Regions from separate parts of the Mus musculus genome. Here region 2 is linked to region 1. The links are chromatin contacts, called in public HiChIP or PLAC-seq maps. All regions are on one chromosome and are shown on one strand. Each heading gives the region's core, a stretch centred on a gene start, on an enhancer-like site or on the middle of the called end of the contact. The rest is flanking DNA. Distances are from core to core; before and after follow the strand shown.

Region 1 (6,133 bases), core at 1,249-3,748:
CACAAAGGCAGAATCAGACCGTTTATAGAAATGTCGAACAATGGCGTCCCTCAGCTAACCTTCCTGTTTCAGGAAATGCTGCTTTCCATTTTTTAAAAGTGCCACTTGTAGAAACAAGCCTTCCTACTTTAAAATAAATGTTCTAAGCACTTGTCTGTTTTGATTTCTTGTGGTTTTTTTGTTTTGTTTTGTTTGTTTGTTTGTTTTTTGTTTTGGGTAGACAGAATCACACACACACACACCAGAGCTCCTGTGGATTTTTAAAACCCAGTTGAGAATGTAGCCATGGAAACAAAATGGCTCCATAACTGTGCTTGCTACACAAACACACGGGCCTGAGTTTGGATTCCCAGCAACCATGGGGAAGCCATGTGTGCCCGTAATGCCAGTGCTGGTGGGTAAAGATAGGAGGAAGCCCCCACTTTACCTGAAAAAACAGGGCACTCTGCAAGCCACTGTCTCAGAAGGAGCAAGGTAGAGCATTCTAGAGGAAGCACATGCGCACTAAAGCACACTTTAAAGGAACACTCCCCCATATGCTGCTCACAGGCCCCAAACTGAGCTCACAGTCCCGGGAAACCATCTCTTCAAGGATCCTAGAAGCAAAGCGGCTGCCCCCGCACCCAGACACCCCATGCTTGACCTGTGCCTGTCTGGGGAAAACAGCCTGTAACTTCCGCATTCTGATTCCTTACCCTTAGCTACGAAGACCTCAGTCTGAAGCACTAATGCGTGGCTTTCCTGAACACTGGTCGCCATGCTTCTGCGTTCTGTGTCCTGATCTCAGTGTGGCCAGGACTTGACACTCCACCTCTTGCATTAAATAAAGTTTGCTCTAGCTGTTTGGGTCATTGAAAGTCTCATCTTTTATTTCTTCCTCCAAACTTGCCTTTTACTCATCCTTACACACAGAGAGACATACACACACACACACACAGATGCATGCTCGCACATCACACGCACGCACACAAGGCCAGCATGTGGGACACATAAGCAGAAGGACTAAAAGTTGGAGGCCAGCCTGGGCTACACAGTGAGATAGTGCCTCAAAAACACAAAACAGAAGCAGAGTTCCTGAAAAGTTGCAAGATTCACAAAATCTCATAAGGAACAACTGGAAGGTGTCTGTCCACCCCGCTGTATGCACGTCGCAGGGGGGGGCTCCGGATGCAGCCTCCACCTGTGTTGGACTCTCAGAGATGCAGCTGCTCCCAAGTCAGCCCACACCCATCACCCACTAACCTTGCCCTGAAAGGAGCCTAAATCACTACCGCATTGGCTCACGAAGCAAGCCACGGGCGGAACTGTTCTTTGGTCTGTCATCGGTATCCGGAGTGTTCACGTTTAAAAAACGTGTAGATTTGTTTATTGTGTTTTATGTGTATGAGTGGTCTCCCTGCATTTACGTGTGTGCACCACGTGCATACGGTGCCCAAGGAGTCCAGAAGAGGGTGTGAGACCACCTGGAGCTGGAGTCATGAATGATGTGAGCTGCTGTGTGGGTGCTAAGACGTGACCCCAGGGCTTCTGCAGGAGCAGCCAGTGCTCTTGCCCACTGAGTCATGTCTGCAGATATTCTCCAAGAAACAGACTCACCCAGCGAGAATACGTTTCTCAGTCTCCCTTGCAGCTACATGAAGTCGCGCAACGGAATCCCAAGTAATTGCCACCTACTTTTTGAATCACTGCCCTTCAGAGACATGTGCCTCGGCTTCTCTCCTTACTCAGGCGTGTGGGAGCTAAGCAGGAAAAGACGACATCGAACAATCATGGAGTTACCTTGGGCCACTGTCCGGAAGACTCATGGACAGAACACTGAATTTCTATCTCACTGGAGCCCCGGGGCTCCTGGGCACTTTGACAGACACTTTATTTGTAAGTGTGGTTTTTCTGTGAGCATTGGATCATTTGTTTTGATTGTATTTTTGTTGTTTTCAGTCTCACTCTGTAGCTCACAGTGGCCCGGAACTCATATGATCTCTTTCTGCCTCAGAGTATCAGGATTACAGACCTACCCTCCATCCCCCCACACTCCCTATTCCTGTCCCATGCCTCACTCCCCCCACCTCCTTTGCTGTATTTTCAGTGAGAGGAAGACTCAGTCTGTAACTGAGGCGCCTCGGAAACACCCTTCTTCTGCCCAGCGGCTCTGTGTTGATTTGTGGCATGAAGTTCTCCCGAGAGGCATCCTCAGCTATGACAGCCTATGAGACAGAGGCCACTAGGGTCTACAACATGACTCTAGGAAGGAGTGTGTACACTCCTTAGTCAGCCATTGCAGGAGGATGCACGGCTTCCTCAGGTCCTTGGAACTAATAAAAACAGTTTGTGTCAGGGTAGCCTGGAGGCCTCTCAGTGACGCTGAGAAGGCTGAGAAGCCAGACCCATAGAATCTGTGGCCAGACATGTGGCACATAGTCGTTTATCTTCACAGGCAAGGTCACAGAAGGAGCTAATGGCCCCCAGCAGCTGTCACCTAGAGGGAGAGTCCTCATAACATACTCTCTGGCTTTACGTTAGTCATTGGTGAATGACTCTGATCAGGGTTAAAGGTGACCCTGAGTGGTTAGTTGGAGAAGAAGAGAGTCATAAAGAGCTGGAGTTAGTGGGACAGTGCTACAGACAAACCTGGCTCTCCCCATTCATCCTTTAATCATTGACTAGATGCAGGAGTGTTCAGAAACACCTAGGGATCCCAGGCACTTGTGGCAAGTACTGGGACACCATAAGGAACACATCAAGGATCTTCCCTCCCTGAGCTTTTGTTTATATATGGGAAAAAGATAATAAGATTAGCAGAATACTAACAAGGTGACTTTCAAAGTGACAAAGGCTGGGCTGGGCGTTAGCAGCTGAGCTAGGGACAGGAGGCTGAGGGCCCATAGCAGCAGGGTCAGAAAGCATTCTGTGCCATTGGGTTTGAATTATGAAATAGGCAGACTTACAGCCTCGGGGACGGGGAATTCCAAGGCACCCTAAGAACAAAGGCCCGGGAGCAACAACATTGGCTGTTCCAGGACAGTGGGCACAAAAATGGGCTGGGCACTGGGGTTGGGGGATGGGCTGGTGAGCTGCATATCAGCCTGGGAGGTGGGACTAGGGATGGGGACTTGTGGCTACCAAGAGAATGTGATCCTATCCTTTGCTTAGGACTCAGAAGAAATGGTGACCTCGTGGGATTTACCAATAAGGTTGGCTGCCAGGTGAGGGGAATCGGAGCATGGCCTGGCTGCTGAGTGGTCCATCCCAGTGATGGTGATGACCAGAGGACAGCAGGCGACGGCGGTGAGAGGAGGGTCCAGCCAGCCTGCAGTTTGTGATGGAAATAAAGCCCAGAGGACTAAGGGATGGTAGATGGTTAGGCGGTGAGAAAAGAAATTTAGAGTGAGTCCTGGAGCCTGGAGAGCCAGCAGATGGCCGGTCTTAGTTACATTTCCGGTAGCTATGACCAATTACATAATGAAAAGCAACGTAGAGAAAGAGGTTATGTCAACTCATGAGAGGCTACAGTTCATCATGGCGGAGGAGACTCAGAGGCAGGAGGCTCCAGGGTGACCAGAGCGCTACTCTGGAGCAGCTCACATCTTAGTGAGCAAACAGGAAGTACACAAAGCTGCTCAGACAGTTCCTGATTCAGCACCCTACTCTTCACACCTTGCCCCGCCCCCAATCGCCTCCATAAGACACACCCCACACCACCCCTCCCCCCCCCCAGAAAGCAAAGTTCTCTGACCTTGAGGAACTCGAGACAATGGGGAGCGTTTCACCTCAAATGCTGCATGCTGGGGTTACTCTGTGGGCAGAAGCCCCTTCTCCGTTATATCTCTTCGGGGATATTTATACTTTGGTCTGTCATGGAAGCCCTATCTAGAGTAGGTAGACATGTGTCTTGAGTCTCCCCGGGAAAAATTTTTTACACAGCACAATCGGCACATGAAAATGAATTTGGGGAGCAATGAATGAGTGGTCCTGGCTGGGGGGTAGCAAGGCATGCAACTGAGGCTGAGAAGCCTAAGCATGGAGCTTCCCAGGAGGAAATTCACAAAGAGCTGTATGGTGTGTGTGGCTGTGGTTGCATGGCTCCTGTCCTGGGTAGTGAGATGAATAACTACGGCCGAGTCATCATCAGGAGTGTCTGTGAGGGAAATCTCAGGATGGCGATCTTCATGTATGTGAAATGGGACGTCATGCCTGCTTGATGACTGGGGTCTACCACAGGAGCATGGAGATGCCCTGAAAACAGTTAAAAGGGTTTAGAGGAAACTTGGCCGTCTTTGAGATTTCAGCATAAGGGTGAGATTGTCAGCCATAGGGGCAGATGTTGCCTGTCCACTATTGTGTGCAGCTAGAAATGCACATGAGGCCAAAATGGTGGCTGAGCAGGAACCTGTCCGTGTGAAGAAGCAATTGTAACGAGAAAAGGAAATGGGCAGCATCCTCTGTACTAGGATCTGGCAGGTAAGTTAGATAAACGAGAGGGAGAGATGAAGATGTTAGCTTTCCGCTTCTTACAGTTTGGGGACCGGAACTCAAAATCCCTTCCTGGGACCTAAGAACTGGGAACTAATGGAAAGATTCGGAGAGAGGGGAAGAGGAAAAGATGATGAACTCAATAGAGGATTCAAGTCCAACCTTTAGCAGAAAGAGAGAGAAAATCTAAAACCCAACGTGCAGATGGGGCATTAACCATGGTTTGGTGCAAGAAATTGGTGTGATCTGAAAATACTCAGCATTTTAACTGCTGGAATTAGTGGACAGTGTCCCACCCTGGCCTGTGAGGCTGTGGGGCATGGGAGCAGTCTGACCGCTGGGGGCGCAGGAACACTGGGTACTGTAACCTCCCATCCCTGCTGGATTAGCTTATGAGAGCCATTAGGTTATCTTCACTAGGGAACTGGGGATGAGGGGTTGTGTTTGAACCCCAGTTCCCTGGTCCAGATGGAACTCTGTTCACAGAGGAGTTTAGAGACCGACCTACCAGGGACCTCAAGCCTGCTGTGGAGCTTCAGTGGCTTTGCTGAGCCTGTTGGTGGGGCAAGGTCTTCAAAACGCAGGCACGGCTTTGACAGATCTCAGTGACTTAGACAAGGCTGCAAAGAGCATCTGTAAAGGTCGAGAAAGACAACGGGAAAAGGAAAGGCAAAGTGGAGGAAGAGGGCTGTAATTCTTAAGACAATGGTGGCAGGATTTGTGTCTCACTGGAGTTCCTAAGGAAACACACACACACACACACACACACACACACACACACAGAGAGAGAGAGAGAGAGAGAGAGAGAGAGAGAGAGAGAGAGAGAGAGAGAGAGAGAGACTGTGTGCTAAAGGGCTTCTGACAGCTTAAGGCCTGAGTAGCTGTTCACAGAAGACACCCATGAACCCTAACCCTAACTCTAACCCTTAACCCCTAACCCTTAACCCTAAACCCTAAACTTTAAACCCTAAACTGGTTAGGGTTAACCAGTGAACAGGTGAAGATAACCAAGCTTGGTAAGGCTGGGTAATTATCCCCACACACTGAAGAGGGTACATTTCCCGCTGCAGAAGGTTATACTAGGGGCAGAGGTGGTTTGCCCAGCCAGGATCTCCTCCAATAGCCAGGTATGATGTATGGGGAGGTGATGGCTACAGGTACATCCAAAGTGCTCGTCTGATCTGGGGAGCCAGCAGGCACAGCAGGGGAGAGGGAGCAAGACCACATTTCCCTTTGGCCCTCAGTAGGGCTGAACAGATTAAGTCAGGCTCACTAAGAGAGCACATCAAAGAAGGAGAAGAGGAGGAAGGCTCTGTGGAAGAGCTCCAGGATACGGACGTGAAATGGCTCAGGGAGGATGACTGAGGATCACAGGGGGCTGAGTAACTTAGCTCCTCCATCCATGCTTCAGACCCAGTCTTGATTGGTGGATACAAATGGATGGAGCCTTTCCGTGCTGTTAGACCTTGCTTATGTGACTTTAATATCGTCTTAGTCAGGATTTGTATTCCTGCACAAAACATCATGACCAAGAAGCAAGTTGGGGAGGAAAGGGTTTATTCAGCTTACACTTCCACATTGCTGTTCATCACTTAAGGAAGTCAGGACACAAACTAACACAGAGCAGGAAGCGGGAGCTGATGCAGAGGCCATGGAGGGATGT
Region 2 (6,133 bases), core at 958-3,457, 150 kb after region 1:
TCTAGTCATCAATGTTTGAAGGGTGAACTTCCTGTCAGGGCCTCAGAAAGGAAGGAAGGAAGGAAGGGAGGGAGGGAGGGAGGGAGGGAGGGAGGGAGGGAGGGAAGGGAGGAGAGAAAGAAAGAAAGAAAGAAAGAAAGAAAGAAAGAAAGGAAAGAAAGGAAAGAAAGGAAAGAAAGGAAAGAAAGGAAAGAAAGAAAGAAAGAAAGAAAGAAAGAACAAGAAAAGAAGGAAGGAGAGGAGAGGAGAGGAGAGGAGAGGAGAGGAGAGGAGAGGAGAGGAGAGGAAGAAAGCAGAGGTCCGTTCAGTTCCACATGTCACTATTCAGATCTCCACCTCAGGAGCCACATCCTACCCAGGGTCAAGGCGTAGAGGAAGGGACTACATCTCTGTTCCCTCATTGGACCCAAGTCACCCAAGGGAAACTACTTACCAGGAATGTGCCTCAGTTTCCACTTCTATCAAAAAGGGTAGCACTAAGCCTGCTCCCAGTGTAGATTTAGAGACTAAAGGGACCCTAGGGTGTAAGGACCCTGGCCCAGCACTGGTGGAGGTAATCCTCAGACCGAGGCACCTCTGAAATGACCTGCCTCTGACCTCATCACAAAGGGAAAAACTGAACTTGGAAAATATATATGATTTTTCTGAAGTTCACACATCTATTAGGTGGCAGATTCATCTCACCCCAAAATCAAACTCACTTTTCCAGAATTTGAGAAATTTAGATACATATATACCTCCAAAAAGGCAGCTGCCGCCAACCTCCAGCCTCTGTTGGGGATTGGTTCTAATGCTTTGAATTAATCCAGCTAGGTCCCCAAAATCAGGAATCTGCATGCCCAAATGCTGAAGTTTTTTCCCCACAATTGTTTTTCAATCCATCAATAAAGAAGCAACTGCCAATGACTGGGCAGGTAAACTGAGGCAGGACCTTTAGATTTGCACGGGCTAGGAACTGGGAGAAAGGAAAGAAAGAGAATCACCTGCTACCTGTGACAATCGGGAAGCTTGCCACATGGCCACTTCCCCAAATATGTTTGGGGTAGCAGAGATGAAATATAGATTTTAAAAGATGTTAACTAAGAAGTACTGGGGGAGGGGGTGTTTGCTAGCAGCGGGTAGGATTAGACCTGCCCAGCCTTTGAGCTAGTCAAAGCACTTAAAATTAACTATGTGTGTGTGTGTGTGTGTGTGTATGTGTGTGTGTGTGTGTGTGTGTGTGTGTGTTTCATTCGCAAATCCAGAGGGCTCTGGCTGGTGGCTGGGAGCAAGACCTGTGCCTATCACCAAGCAGTTTAGCTAAACTCACCAAACTCACTGCTACATCTCTCTGCTGGCAGCTGTGCGTCCTCTGTGGCAGCTTTGCTGTGATTCTGTGATTCTGACCCACTTCTCCTGGAGACCCTAACTCAACTAATTGTAGTCGCTGCGGAGCTTACGCCCTTGTGATGACTTGCTAGGGGCCAAACTCTCAATCAGCCCCAATGGCTGAGTGGAATACTAGACACACAAGAAGTTTTCATGTGACAAACTCCAGGGACTTAGCACCATTTAATTCTTGGTGGCGTGGGAGATTACGTCAGAGCCAGCCTGTGACACCCATGCCTGCACTGGTTACTTTACTACAGCAAAGTATCTGACAAACAAGGCCTTTGGAAAGAAGACTTTATTAGGTCTTGTAAACAGAAGGTACAGTCCATCATATTTGGAAGCCATGACACCAGAGGTGTGAGGCAGCTGGTCACACTGCACCTGCAATCCAGAGGCAGAGAGAGGAGTCTGGTCTTTGTTTTCTTCGGTCCGGGAACCAGCCTATCCGTTCACATTCAGCTGGGTCTTCTCACACTAATGAACGTAATCTAGAAACTCCAGATACCCAGAGAGGCTTGTCTTCAGGGTGATTCTAGACCCTGCCATGTTGACAGTCAATATTGTCACCATGCCTGGTGGTATCCCTCACTGCGCCGGGGTCTGCTGTCTCATTGGCATGTACCTGCTATCCCTGTGGTCACAGGTGACGTTGGCACAGTGGGGTCAGGTCTAAAAAAGCAACTTCCCCTCCAAAAGAAGAGAATGGGTTTCCTGCAAGCCTGTCCTTGCTGATTCTTGCAGGACCTTCAGCCCCTCCTCCACTCCCCCATGATCCTGTCTGTTCTCCCATCTCAGCCCACATACCAGCTTCCCTCCATTGTCTGTGTTGGAGGTAACTCTCCTCACAGCTGCTCGGAGGGCTGATGAGTCATCATGACCAGAGGTCAGTGCTGAATGACAGGATGAAGGAAGGAAGCACAAACAATGATCAGCGCTGATCTTGTTCCATAAAGCAACACGTCACTGCTTTTGAGGCGAACACCACTTCTCCCTGCCCACTCCAACTCAGAAGACGGACTTCAGCCCAAGGCAGGCCCAGTACCCTGAGTTACATCCCTGTTGGCATCCTCATTAATCTAGACATTTGTATGAGCCACACTTTGGCCAGCTTCAGGACTTGTGTGAGGACAGAGAAGGAGGGGATCCTATTTGAAGCAAGGAGAGAGGCTTCCCCGAGGTGCATTGCCACACAGCTGCACTCCATCTCCATCACTCCCACAGCCTGCGCAGGCTTGCTCTCACAGCCAGTGCTGACTCCTGTAAGCTAACGTGCACAGGCTGCCCCCCCCATCCACCCCCGACTCCTTTTACTCTGTTCAACGGAGCTGCATCTAAATCAATTACAAAGCTCCATCCACCTCCCCAGCCTTCCTTCTGTGTCTCTTAGCTCACCTTGTACTTTTTGTTGAAAGCCAAGCATACTGTACTGGGTCAAAGAAACCCAGCAATCGTTACCATGGAGACTGCTGGTCTTGGGTTTCTGCTCCCATAACTTGGAGTTCTCTTTGTCTTCCTAGCTGACTCTCTAACTTCAGGAGTGGGGTAGTGTTTTGTCTTATGACCTCAGTTCTTTGATTAGCTGAAGCCATGAATTTTCAGTGTGCCGGGCCTCTCTGCTGTTGTGTGAACAGGACCTTCCGAGCTTCTTAGACGCCCTACAGAGACGGATAGCATCGAAGCGGGGAGATGTCTGAGTCAGCATAGTGCTTGCTGTGCCAATGAGGACCTGAGTTTAATTCCTGGAAGCCATGTTTTAGAAAGCCAGGAGTGGACGCCTATGCATTTGTTTTCTCAGCACTGGGATGATGGAGAAAGACACAGGGGGTTGTGGGACAGGAAGCCGATGTAGCAAGCCGGAAGGCCTGTGGGAGCCCCTGTCTCAAAAAAGGGGGGGAGGTGTTTGATGCCTAATGTTGGCCTCTCTCCATGTCCACTTGCACAAATGTGTACTCACACAAACACACATCCACATGCATGTACATGCATCCACATGCATAAACATAGAACAATCAGGAGGAAACTAGAGATTCATCCATTCCTTTTACTCCCCAAATCCATACCACCTTTTGATGGCTACCTACACCAATGTCTCCAAGATGCTGCTTATTCTGCTATTCTGCCAGCTTTATCCTGGGGATTTGCCACTCCCACCCCACACACTCCCCACACATACCCCTACCCTCACTTCCCATACCCTCATTGCTATGTTTCTGACATGTTTAGGTCTAGCTAAAGGCTGCTCTCTTTCTCAAAAATAAAAGTTTCCTGAAGTCCTAATCAAAACTTCTGGTGGGCTTGTTCCAGTTCTCTGTTGGAGACAGTCCATCTGACATGCTCGCCCCTGACACTGTAGCCTGAGTTCTGCCTCTCTCAGGAGATTGAGCACCTTGGCCATAATGGGCGTGGGCCTGGCCATCAACCCTCGCCCAAGAGCACATGATGAACAAATAGTAGTTGATTAATGTTTGTGTCTCTCAGGCCCCATGCGGACAGGCAGACACATTGGATGAGTTTCCAAAAATATTTTAGTTGACATCACTGGCCTATATTTTTAGGAAGTGACCAAGAATGAAGTCAAACGCCTTCATACAAACGCTCGGGCCGAAATTAAGATCCTGAGGATACAGCTCGGTGTAAAGAAGTAGCTAGATTATACCATTGGGAATTTTCTTAAGAACTGTGGAAGGGGGTAAGAACGGAGCAGAGAGACCAAGAAAAACAAAAGGGAAGAGCGTTGAAACCCACAAAGGAAAGGGGAAGCTGCGCAAGACAGCCCAGGAGGGACTGCTCGAGGCGCGGAAGTGCCGCTTCCTAAAGCCATTAGTGTTATTGCAGCAGAAACGCTTGGCTCCCTGGGCTGTCGGCCCACTCTAAGTATTCCCAGTGCCTCATGTGAATGGGTTTCTGACATACAGCTCTGGGGCCTTGTGTTTGGACAAACACAGAGAGGAGCAGCAGCCACAAGACACTCCTAAATGGTATTCATTAAGAGAGAATTAAAGGACTTGGGTTCAGTTTAGCAATAGTCTGTGAGGCAGATACACAAATGAGCAAGCGAGCAGACAGCAGTGCAGCAGAGGCGCACCTCAGAGACAAGGTGCTGGTGTGGTCTCTGTTCACTATGAGAGGTCAAGACCAGCCACAGGTCGGACACAGAGCTACCCATCAGGACAGCCACTGTGTGGAAAAAGGGAGACCATGGAGGCTTCTTTATTCTACTGTACTTTGTCAGTCATACTAGACTAAGACTTCAATTGTTCCGATGGGGAGAGCTAGGTGGGGGTTCACAGTTCATCAGCCAAGAGATAGGAAGCAATGAGATGGAAGGGTGGGAGGTGGGGATGGGGGTTAGCGGGTAGGTACTTACAAAGGGACCAGCCAGCCTCTTGCTGTGAGTCAGGCAAGCCACCAGAACCAAAGACTACTCTGAAATTAGAGTCTCTCTTGATTGATGAAAGTTCTCTTCTTCCCTTTCCTCCCTCCCTCCCTCCATTCCTCCTTCCCTCCTTTTCCTCCTCTGTGTGTGTGTGTGTGTGTGTGTGTGTGTGTGTGTGTGTGTGTATAACATGTACTTGCTCATGAGTATATATACACCACAGCCAACACTGGCTGTCTCCCCCAGTCACAGACAAGGTCTTTCACTGATCTGCAGATCATCAATCAAAGATACACTGGTTGATCAGAAAACCCTGGGGTGGGGGTCCTCCTATTCTCATTTCCCAGGTGCTGGGATTACAAATTTGAGAGTCTGTGCTTGGCTTTTTATATGAGTGCGAGGACTCTGCCCAGCAAGCCTTTTACAGACTGAGTCACTCCATCCCCTCAACCCCCAAGCCTAGCTGAACCTCCTCCAGCTAACACATCATCCACTGCAAGGGAGAAACTCAAGATGGGCCCCAAACACGTAACACAACATTAATGTAATTGCCAGAGCCCTCCCAAGGGGCGGCATAGAAACACCACAGAAGCAAAGCAAATCCAAATGAAAAACCCCTCTGCACGGGCCAAGACACTGAAGGAAGCTTTTCTGAAACACGGGTAATTTTGTTTGGGAAAACAAAGAGTCAGATTACGAGCACGGCTGGTTTGTAAGAGAAAGTTATTGAATGCTTTCAAACAGCTTGAACGAAAGTGCTTGGCACGTGAAAAGCCAGCAGCGTTTCTGCAGGTGTATATCAGGTTTAGACATCTGATTCTGCTTACCTGGCCCTGGCAAAGCCAGTGGGTCCAGCATTAGACATAACCATTCTTGTTTAATGCTTTTCTCAAAGCCCATGTAATTCACTGCCGGGGTTGTATTTCATGTTTAGGCTGTCTGGCTTGCTTTGTTCTTAAGCAAGCAAGCAACCAACCAATACCAGCAGGCAGACCAAGCATTCTTAAAGAGTTGTGAAATCACAGTATGTAAATGCTGGGAGGTGACTCTGAAATCCAGAAATCTGAAGGTACCATGAGCACAAGAGAAGACAGGACAGGCTGTCCTGGGCCACAGGAAGAGAGACCCTCAAACATGAAGGGACCAAACTTCAAATCATGCAGTGCTTCTGATATCATACCGCCTTGACTTAATGCACCCACTGTTGGGTCTTTTTCCCAGTTTGCAAGGAGTTCTCCATGAATTCTCTTTTTAACAATCAGTCTAGGAGCTGGAGAGATGGCTCAGCAGTTAAGAGCACTGACTGCTCTTCCAGAGGTCCTGAGTTCAATTCCCAGCAACATGGTGGCTCACAACCATCTGTAATGGGATCTGATGCCCTCTTCT

The links. HiChIP or PLAC-seq counts read pairs in DNA pulled down with a chosen protein or histone mark.
Region 2: a contact with region 1 is called in an H3K27ac HiChIP or PLAC-seq map of trophoblast stem cells, with 9 read pairs. The contact joins two enhancer-like sites. A contact is called at or near these places in 2 of 484 Hi-C or Micro-C datasets (embryonic fibroblasts and regulatory T cells), 6 of 115 datasets of contacts at active chromatin or transcription factors (embryonic stem cells, intestinal villus epithelium, memory CD8 T cells and 2 more) and 1 of 9 other capture datasets (embryonic stem cells).

What each region holds. Positions count from the first base shown.
Region 1 is chr16:95,683,408-95,689,540 of GRCm38.p6, forward strand. It overlaps Gm31901 (a long non-coding RNA gene), which reads left to right. Exons shown (of 5, transcript XR_385092.3): 5 at 1-151. Among named protein-coding and RNA genes, the nearest start is that of Gm31901, 9.5 kb to the left of the region's middle. Within about 2 kb of position 2,499, at least 28 of the 459 cell types and tissues checked have an H3K27ac peak or open chromatin away from gene starts, as enhancers often do. A contact at or near this core is called in pancreatic cancer cells and trophoblast stem cells, where this site is marked.
Region 2 is chr16:95,829,469-95,835,601 of GRCm38.p6, forward strand. It overlaps a transcript of 1600002D24Rik not described here. Among named protein-coding and RNA genes, the nearest start is that of Gm32130, 30 kb to the left of the region's middle. Within about 2 kb of position 2,208, at least 142 of the 459 cell types and tissues checked have an H3K27ac peak or open chromatin away from gene starts, as enhancers often do. A contact at or near this core is called in pancreatic cancer cells and trophoblast stem cells, where this site is marked.